Linked DNA regions of Hordeum vulgare: region 2 is linked to region 1. The links are chromatin contacts, called in public Hi-C maps. All regions are on one chromosome and are shown on one strand. Each heading gives the region's core, a stretch centred on a gene start, on an enhancer-like site or on the middle of the called end of the contact. The rest is flanking DNA. Distances are from core to core; before and after follow the strand shown. Region 1 holds the start of LOC123411063 (plastid division protein PDV1-like). Region 2 holds the start of LOC123411629.

Region 1 (3,437 bases), core at 767-3,266:
TACTTTCCTCACGAAAGAAAACTATTAGTAGGTATCAAGTCTCCTTGAACAAATAAGATAAAGAATAAAGAATAAAGTACATTACATGAATAAAGCTCACTTCGTTGTAATCAAGTTAACCATGAAAATACAAAAGTTATTATTTATGTTCATTCTTTTTTTAACACAGTACAGACGCAAGCGTTCATATATATATATACACATACACTCATCCTTTTAAACGCACACACGCATATCCAACCCCTATGAATACCTTCAAAAGACTGAACCGACATATCATCGTAAGATTTACGAAGTCACCGTAGGCGCCTCGTTGTCGACGAGAACGCATCCTTTCACTGAATGCACATCATCAAAAATCATGAAATAAATTCAAAAATAATGCGAGCATCAGAATTTAAACCCTGGTGTGCTCGGGATACAACTGTCCCTCTAACCATCTAACCACAGATTGATTTGCAGTATATTCATTTTTTTAACAACCCTCTTTTTTCTACTCCCTCCACTCCTTATTACTGTAGTTATCACCGATTTAGTACAATATAATTTTATACTAAATCAACGACAACTAATATGGAACGGAGAAAGTGGTATATTTTGAGATTCGTCTTTTCCTTCGAATAACGAATTGGCCACTCGTTACCTCCATGATCTAAAAGTACAAGAAAAATGGCTTGCATTACATTTTGGAAATGCATAATTCGTGAATGATTCCTCCCTCTCATCACAACATCATCAGTACCACCACATGACACAAAGCAATTAGGAACGCAATGAGAAAAGAAAAAGAAAAGGGTATTTTGTCAACAGAAGAAGGGGGAGGAGAAGAAAAGGTCCTAACCGGGAGGTGTGGTTCGCGGTGGAGCATGAGGAGCAGTGCCGCCGTGGCGTGCGCCAAGTGCAGCCAGGAGGCCCTCCGCCGCCCCTGCCTGTCGTCAGCGCCGAGGACCAGGAGGTTGAGGCCGCCTACCAGGCGGCGCTCGCTAGTGTCCTCCGCGACAGCGAGGAAGAAGCGCGACGCATGGCCGAAGAGGAGGAGGCGTACTAGCAGCAGCTCGCGGAGGCCATGGCATTGTCGGCCGCCGACGACTGCGTCGTGCCACCTTCGCCGGAGCCCGAGCCCGCGCTGCCGTGGGAGGTCTACCAGTGTACCGACATCATCCAGGAGTTCATCAGCGCGCCGCCCATCTGGTTGGGCGCGACCCTGTTGCAGGAGCAGGCCTACCTCGAGCACTGGAGGTCGGTGCACCTGCGGACGGAGCGCGTCGAAGGCCTGCGGCTCATGGAGCTGGAGAAGAAGGAGGAGGAGGAGCGACGGGAGGCGGAGGAGGAGGAGCGTGCTCGTGCTGCTGCGCTGCCACCGCCACCACCACAACCCGCGTCAGCGGGGCAGACGATGGAGGCGCACGCAACTGCACTCTGGAACTCGGCGTTCCCCTGGGCCGGCCCTGCGCCAACGCTGGTCGACCTCACCGGCCCCGATGACAACGATGACAACGCCTAGGGCTGCATGGATGCAGTTTTAGGTTTTTTTATTTTTATTTAATGTAATGCGGACGCGACGCGTGGACTATCGCCGACCTTCGTGATTGGATTTTAATGTTTAATTATGCATTATGTTTTTTTTCTCGCCGATAAAAAATGAGTCCGACCAGCGTTGGGCTCACGAGCCGAACCATTTACGGAAGCGGACGTTCGTGTCCGCCTCGCCGACCCGAACGGACGAAAAGCGGACGAAATCGTTGTCTGTTTGGGTCGGCCCGTTGCTCTTAGTACAATAATTTTATACTAAATCAACGGCAACTAATATGGAACGGAGAAAGTGGTATATTTTGAGATTCGTCTTTTCTTTTGAATAACGAATTTACCACTAGTTACCTCCATGATCTAAAAGTACAAGAAAAATGGCTTGCATTACATTTTGCAAATGCATAATTCGTGAATGATTCCTCCCTCTCATCACAACATCATCGGTACCACCACATGACACAAAGCAATTAGGAACGCAAAGAGAAAAGAAAAAGAAAAAGGGTATTTTGTCAACAGAAGAAGGGGGAGGAGAAGAAAAGCTCCACCCGTCGTGCGCCGTGGGTGCCTGCCTTCTTCAGCCCCCCACCCCTCTCTTGTCTCCAACGGCGACGAGCGAATCGCGTGAATGAGATGAGATGGGACTGGGAGACGCCGGCGACGGAAGCGGAGGCGGAGGCGTTGCAGGAGCGCATCTGGGACCTCCATGACAAGCTCAGCCACGCCATCCTCGCCCTCTCCGCCTGCGCCGGCCTTCCTGCCTGCCTCTGCCGGGGCGCCCCCAACGGGCACGTAGTCGTCAAGGGGCAGCGGCCGCCGCAGGGTGGAGGGCACGTCGACCTGGCGGCGGCGGCGGCGGCCATGGCGGACGCGCGGGGCCTGCACGCCATCCGCGCCGCGCTCGAGGACCTCGAGGGCCACCTCCACTTCCTTCGTGTGAGTGCAAGCCCTCCCTCACCTCCCCCTCCTCCTCCTCCTTGCGTTCCTCTGAGTTGAAAAATCCGTGCCTCGTTGATGTCGCGTGCGAGAAGCATCTTCAGAAAAATGATACAGTGGATTGTTGTCATGCCTTTGCTTGCCCCCCTGCGCAATTAATCATCTCCTTTAAGTTTGTTTTCTTTTGAGATGACTCCACCATGCTGATCCGTAAATCCAGATTCAGATGAACAATTGTTCATGTCGTTTAAATTCTGAGCACGCATCTCATTCAGGCAAACTAGGCCGGCCTTGTCATTCATTAGTGCTGTTCTGTGTTTTGGTCCACAGATGCTCCTTGTTTGACAGTATGTCCATGTGGAAAACAACGGTATTAAGCCACATATTTGTGAGCTGGATGCTAGCTTTGTTTGTTTGTCTCTGTTATGTTTCGTTATCACGAGCCTTTGTATTCTTCGTCAATTTTGTCCTCATGTGATTTGAGTGCCAGATTCACTCCTGTCGGCATGCGTCTTCATTCCATAGGTGTAACATACACCGGGAGAATCTTATCTGTTGAATTGGGACCTCTCGTTCCCTTGTAGCCGATAATGGTACCAAGTCACACAATTGCTACAGGTTGTTAGCCATGTAGCTTACTGTCTTCTGGCTAATGGTAGTTACCCATGTAGCTTCTTCCTGGTTGTCCTCTTGTATAAGGTATCAACAGGAACTCTTAATTGTTAAAATTGTCGCAGTGTCCCTCATTTTATTCCAAGGTATACGATGTACAATTTCTTACCGTACATGATCGAGTCTTAGCTGAATGAGCTGAGCACATAATGCTGCTTTATGCAGGAGCAATTACATGTGTCAAGATAAGCTATCTTCTCTCGGCATCTGTGAAATTAAGCACTCCTACATGATTTTGTTTGAAGGGGCATTTCACCATGATCATTTATGCCAAACATAAATGTACTGATAATTCAGATGAT
Region 2 (3,399 bases), core at 53-2,552, 280 kb before region 1:
GATGTGAGCAAACGCCCTAGGGCAAGCCACTTCGGCTTTATGTCCTCAGCATCCAATTCTTCCTCCCAGATCAGATCGTCGGCCTCGTCCTCTTGCAGCGTTAATTTCTCCAGCAATTTGCTTGCCAGACCAAAATCTCCATCTTGCCTTCCCATGTTTTCCTGCGATCCCGCCATGATCGGATCTATGCTGGCCTTAAACCCTAAACCCTCACGAACTCCTTCTCCGTCGAGACAGACACCCCGTGAGGTCCCCGACAAGGAGAGGAGGACTAGGGCAGAGAGAAGGCCGACCACAAGGGCAGCAACAGCAGACTCACGGCGGCGATCCACCGGAGGACTAGAAAAACCTAGCCGCGAGAGGACTAGGGGACTTTTTTCCTAAGGTTTCGCCAATATCCTCTTTAGTTACGAGTGTAACGGGAGAGGGGTTTTCGGTGTTGAAACTGCAACATCTGTGTACTAGCATTTGCCAATGACAACAAGATCACAGTGAAAGCCGACATGGAGTTGATCCCACAACGCAAATGAGAGTGATATCACTTTTACGTGGGGTTCCTTTTCTTCTTCTCTTGCGATGGAAATGGGAAGGGAAATGTTTTTATCGTGGGTAAGTTGGAATCGTAAGAGGGAGGTAGATGGCCTTTTTAGTGAACCGATTGTTTTTTTATTTAATCGCCTGATTTATGAAGGGATGAAAAAAAGGGTGAAAGTGCTAGCGACAGCAGCAGCAGGAGGTGGGGATCGTACGAGGTCGAACTATCACGACGATGGAAGATCCCCTTTAATAGTAAAGACATCTACTGATACATAGGCGAATGTAAAATGTGTATGTGTTTCATATATAGCTGGCCAAACGGGCCGGCCCGTGAGCCCGTCGACTGGCCCGTCATGGGCAGGCACGACACGACTTAAACGGACCCGTGCCAGACACGTAGCATGCCTCGAGCCGTGCATGGACCTGAAGGCTGGGCATGCGGGCCAACACGACACGACCCGCTTATTTTTTATATTTTTAGATTTTTAATATATATACATAATATATGATGTAATAGGACAAAAATCAGTGCATAAAGCTAAAAATATGCGGTCCAACGTATTAATCGGGCCGACATGCCGGTCCGTTTAATAATCGAGCCGTGTCTGAAGGTGAAGGCGCAACCCACGACCTGACCCAGCACGGTCTGATAAGTAAACGTACCGGTGCGGGCCATGCCATGTCGGGCCCGTTTACAACGGGCGTGCCGTGTCGTATCGTGCCGGCCCGTTTGGTCAGGTATGTTCCATAACCCAATCAGAGAAAACCGTAATCCGCACACCCTCCCGGTCCCAGCAGCCCGCGCCTCTCGACGGCGCTTGCTCCCCGTCGGCGCACTCGCGTCTCTCAGGTTCCTCGGCGCCGCTCGCTCTACCCCGTTGTCTCTTGCGCGCAGGGTCGCTCGCCTTCCCCATCGCCGCCCTCGCCGGCCGCCGGTGCGCCCGGGCCCCCACCGTTGCCGTGACCTGCTGGCAGCACGCGCGCGCGCCCGCGTCCTGCCCCCCGCCTCGTCCTCACCGGAGTCGCGCTGTGCCGTTCGCCTCCTTGCCTGATCCCTCGTGCCTTCCTCCTCTCTCCCGCCCTAAATCGGTTCTGCATGTTACCGAATACGCATGTCGTCCACCTCCTGCCTAGCCCCTCCCCCTCTGCGGCTCCCCTGCCGTAGGGTTAGGCTCCCACCTCCCTCCGCCGCCGTCGGCGCCACCGTCGCCGCCGAGAGGCCATCACTCAGGTTTAAGCCTCGCGGGGCTGCTCCCACCAAGGTAAGGCCGAAATGACCCCCTGCTCTCGGGCTCAACCGTTTGATTTTGTTTCTGCGTAGCCGGTCGTGTGGTTGTCTTCCACAATTTCAACAGCCAATCCTTGTATGGGTATCGCAGGTGCTCGACTTTGTGGAATTTGGCGACAAACGGCTACAGATTTTGCGAGTCATGTGTGTCAGTTTAGTAATCTTGGTTATTAACTTGGATATGTGTGGTTTATTTGCTAGTGTGATGTACGAGTATTAAGTTAGGTTCCTAAGCTGCAACATTGCTGCTATCCACCTGGCCAATCTGAATGCCATGCCCATCAGTTTGCTTTGTTAGTGTCAAAATGGCATGCTGCTTGCATTGATTTGATTTTTTTTTTGTTTCTTGTGCTTGTTGTGTGCATTCAGGGATGGAGGCTGGTTCACATCTCATGCTTCAGGCAGGAGCAAGACGTGTCAACATCTGATGATGGCATCAATTTCGAGTACAATGAGCAGGCAGAGATCTCAGAGGACTCTGACCTGAAGGAGGAAGATGGTGGAAGCCCCAACAGGGATGATCAGAATTATGTAAATGGATACTGGTTTGATAGAGCGCAGAAGGTTTGTCTGGTTTGTTTTTCGCATTCCAACTTGTGTTTTGACAAATAGGAATTTCAGATGTAAATTATATTAGGTTGGTACTGCAAAATGAAGTACAGTATGCACAATACACTAGACGTTAAATTACCAGTTTCTATGCTCAGTTGCTTACTTGAAATACTGTTTGAGAGCTTAAGAGATAAGATGGTAAAACAGTAGTCATGTATGGAGTTGTGTCATAAAACATTCTTCACAGTCGATGAAGAAGACATTGTGAATTACTTCATCGATTTGAGTTCATACTTGATCTATTAAATGTTCGGCATGGTTTTCAAGTTAATGAATCGCATCGCTCCACTAGTATTAACTGGTGGCGGCCTGATAACAAAATTATTTGTTGCACATGAATTGATTTTCTTACTGTTATAGACATGTGCTTTTCTCTGTTTGTGTGATGCCAGTCAATGTGTGGACCGAAGGAAAATAGCTATCGCTGTGCATATTTTTTCCCTGTGCTGCTGTATTGGGTTGCATGTCTATCTGAGTTTATAAGGAACCTTTTGGATGACCAATTGATCATCTCAATGTTTAATAAGTAACATATATGAAGAAGTGCTTGTCGTTTATGAGTTTATGAATACCTGCCATTTTGGGGCCTTACGCTACACTTCCTCATCAAGCCCAGTTATTGTATGATATCTTGCACGGTCTCTCACAAGTATATCTAATCCTAATAGTTTTTCTATCCAAAAGTTAAATAAATCCTAATATTCTTCTTTTGTGTTACTCTCGTTGCAAACATCGTGGGATGTGTACTTATTTGGCAGAACATTCATCATCTTATTGTTAATATACTTTGAAAATTGGTTGCTGACTATCATTGGATATTTGATTGGTTCAGGTGTTCATATTTGTTCAGTGCTAGTGTCAAATTTGCTATAACTGTTAGTCCTTTTCATTGTTAAGACTTTGATTTTGTCCTGTGAGTCAATGAGAATTCTGAATTTATGTCCCAGATGAAGGAAAATCTT

The links. A called contact is a pair of places that touch in the nucleus more often than the background predicts.
Region 2: a contact with region 1 is called in a Hi-C map of leaf, with 9 times the contacts expected there. The contact joins the promoter of LOC123411629 here to the promoter of LOC123411063 in region 1. A contact is called at or near these places in 4 of 6 Hi-C or Micro-C datasets (leaf and seedling) and 1 of 1 datasets of contacts at active chromatin or transcription factors (embryo).

What each region holds. Positions count from the first base shown.
Region 1 is chr7H:463,341,271-463,344,707 of MorexV3_pseudomolecules_assembly, reverse strand. LOC123411063 (plastid division protein PDV1-like) reads left to right here and starts at 2,016. Exons shown (of 2, transcript XM_045103985.1): 1 at 2,016-2,463. The coding sequence starts at 2,161.
Region 2 is chr7H:463,622,909-463,626,307 of MorexV3_pseudomolecules_assembly, reverse strand. LOC123411629 reads left to right here and starts at 1,302. Exons shown (of 5, transcript XM_045104595.1): 1 at 1,302-1,799; 2 at 1,917-1,973; 3 at 2,195-2,389; 4 at 3,385-3,399. The coding sequence starts at 1,650.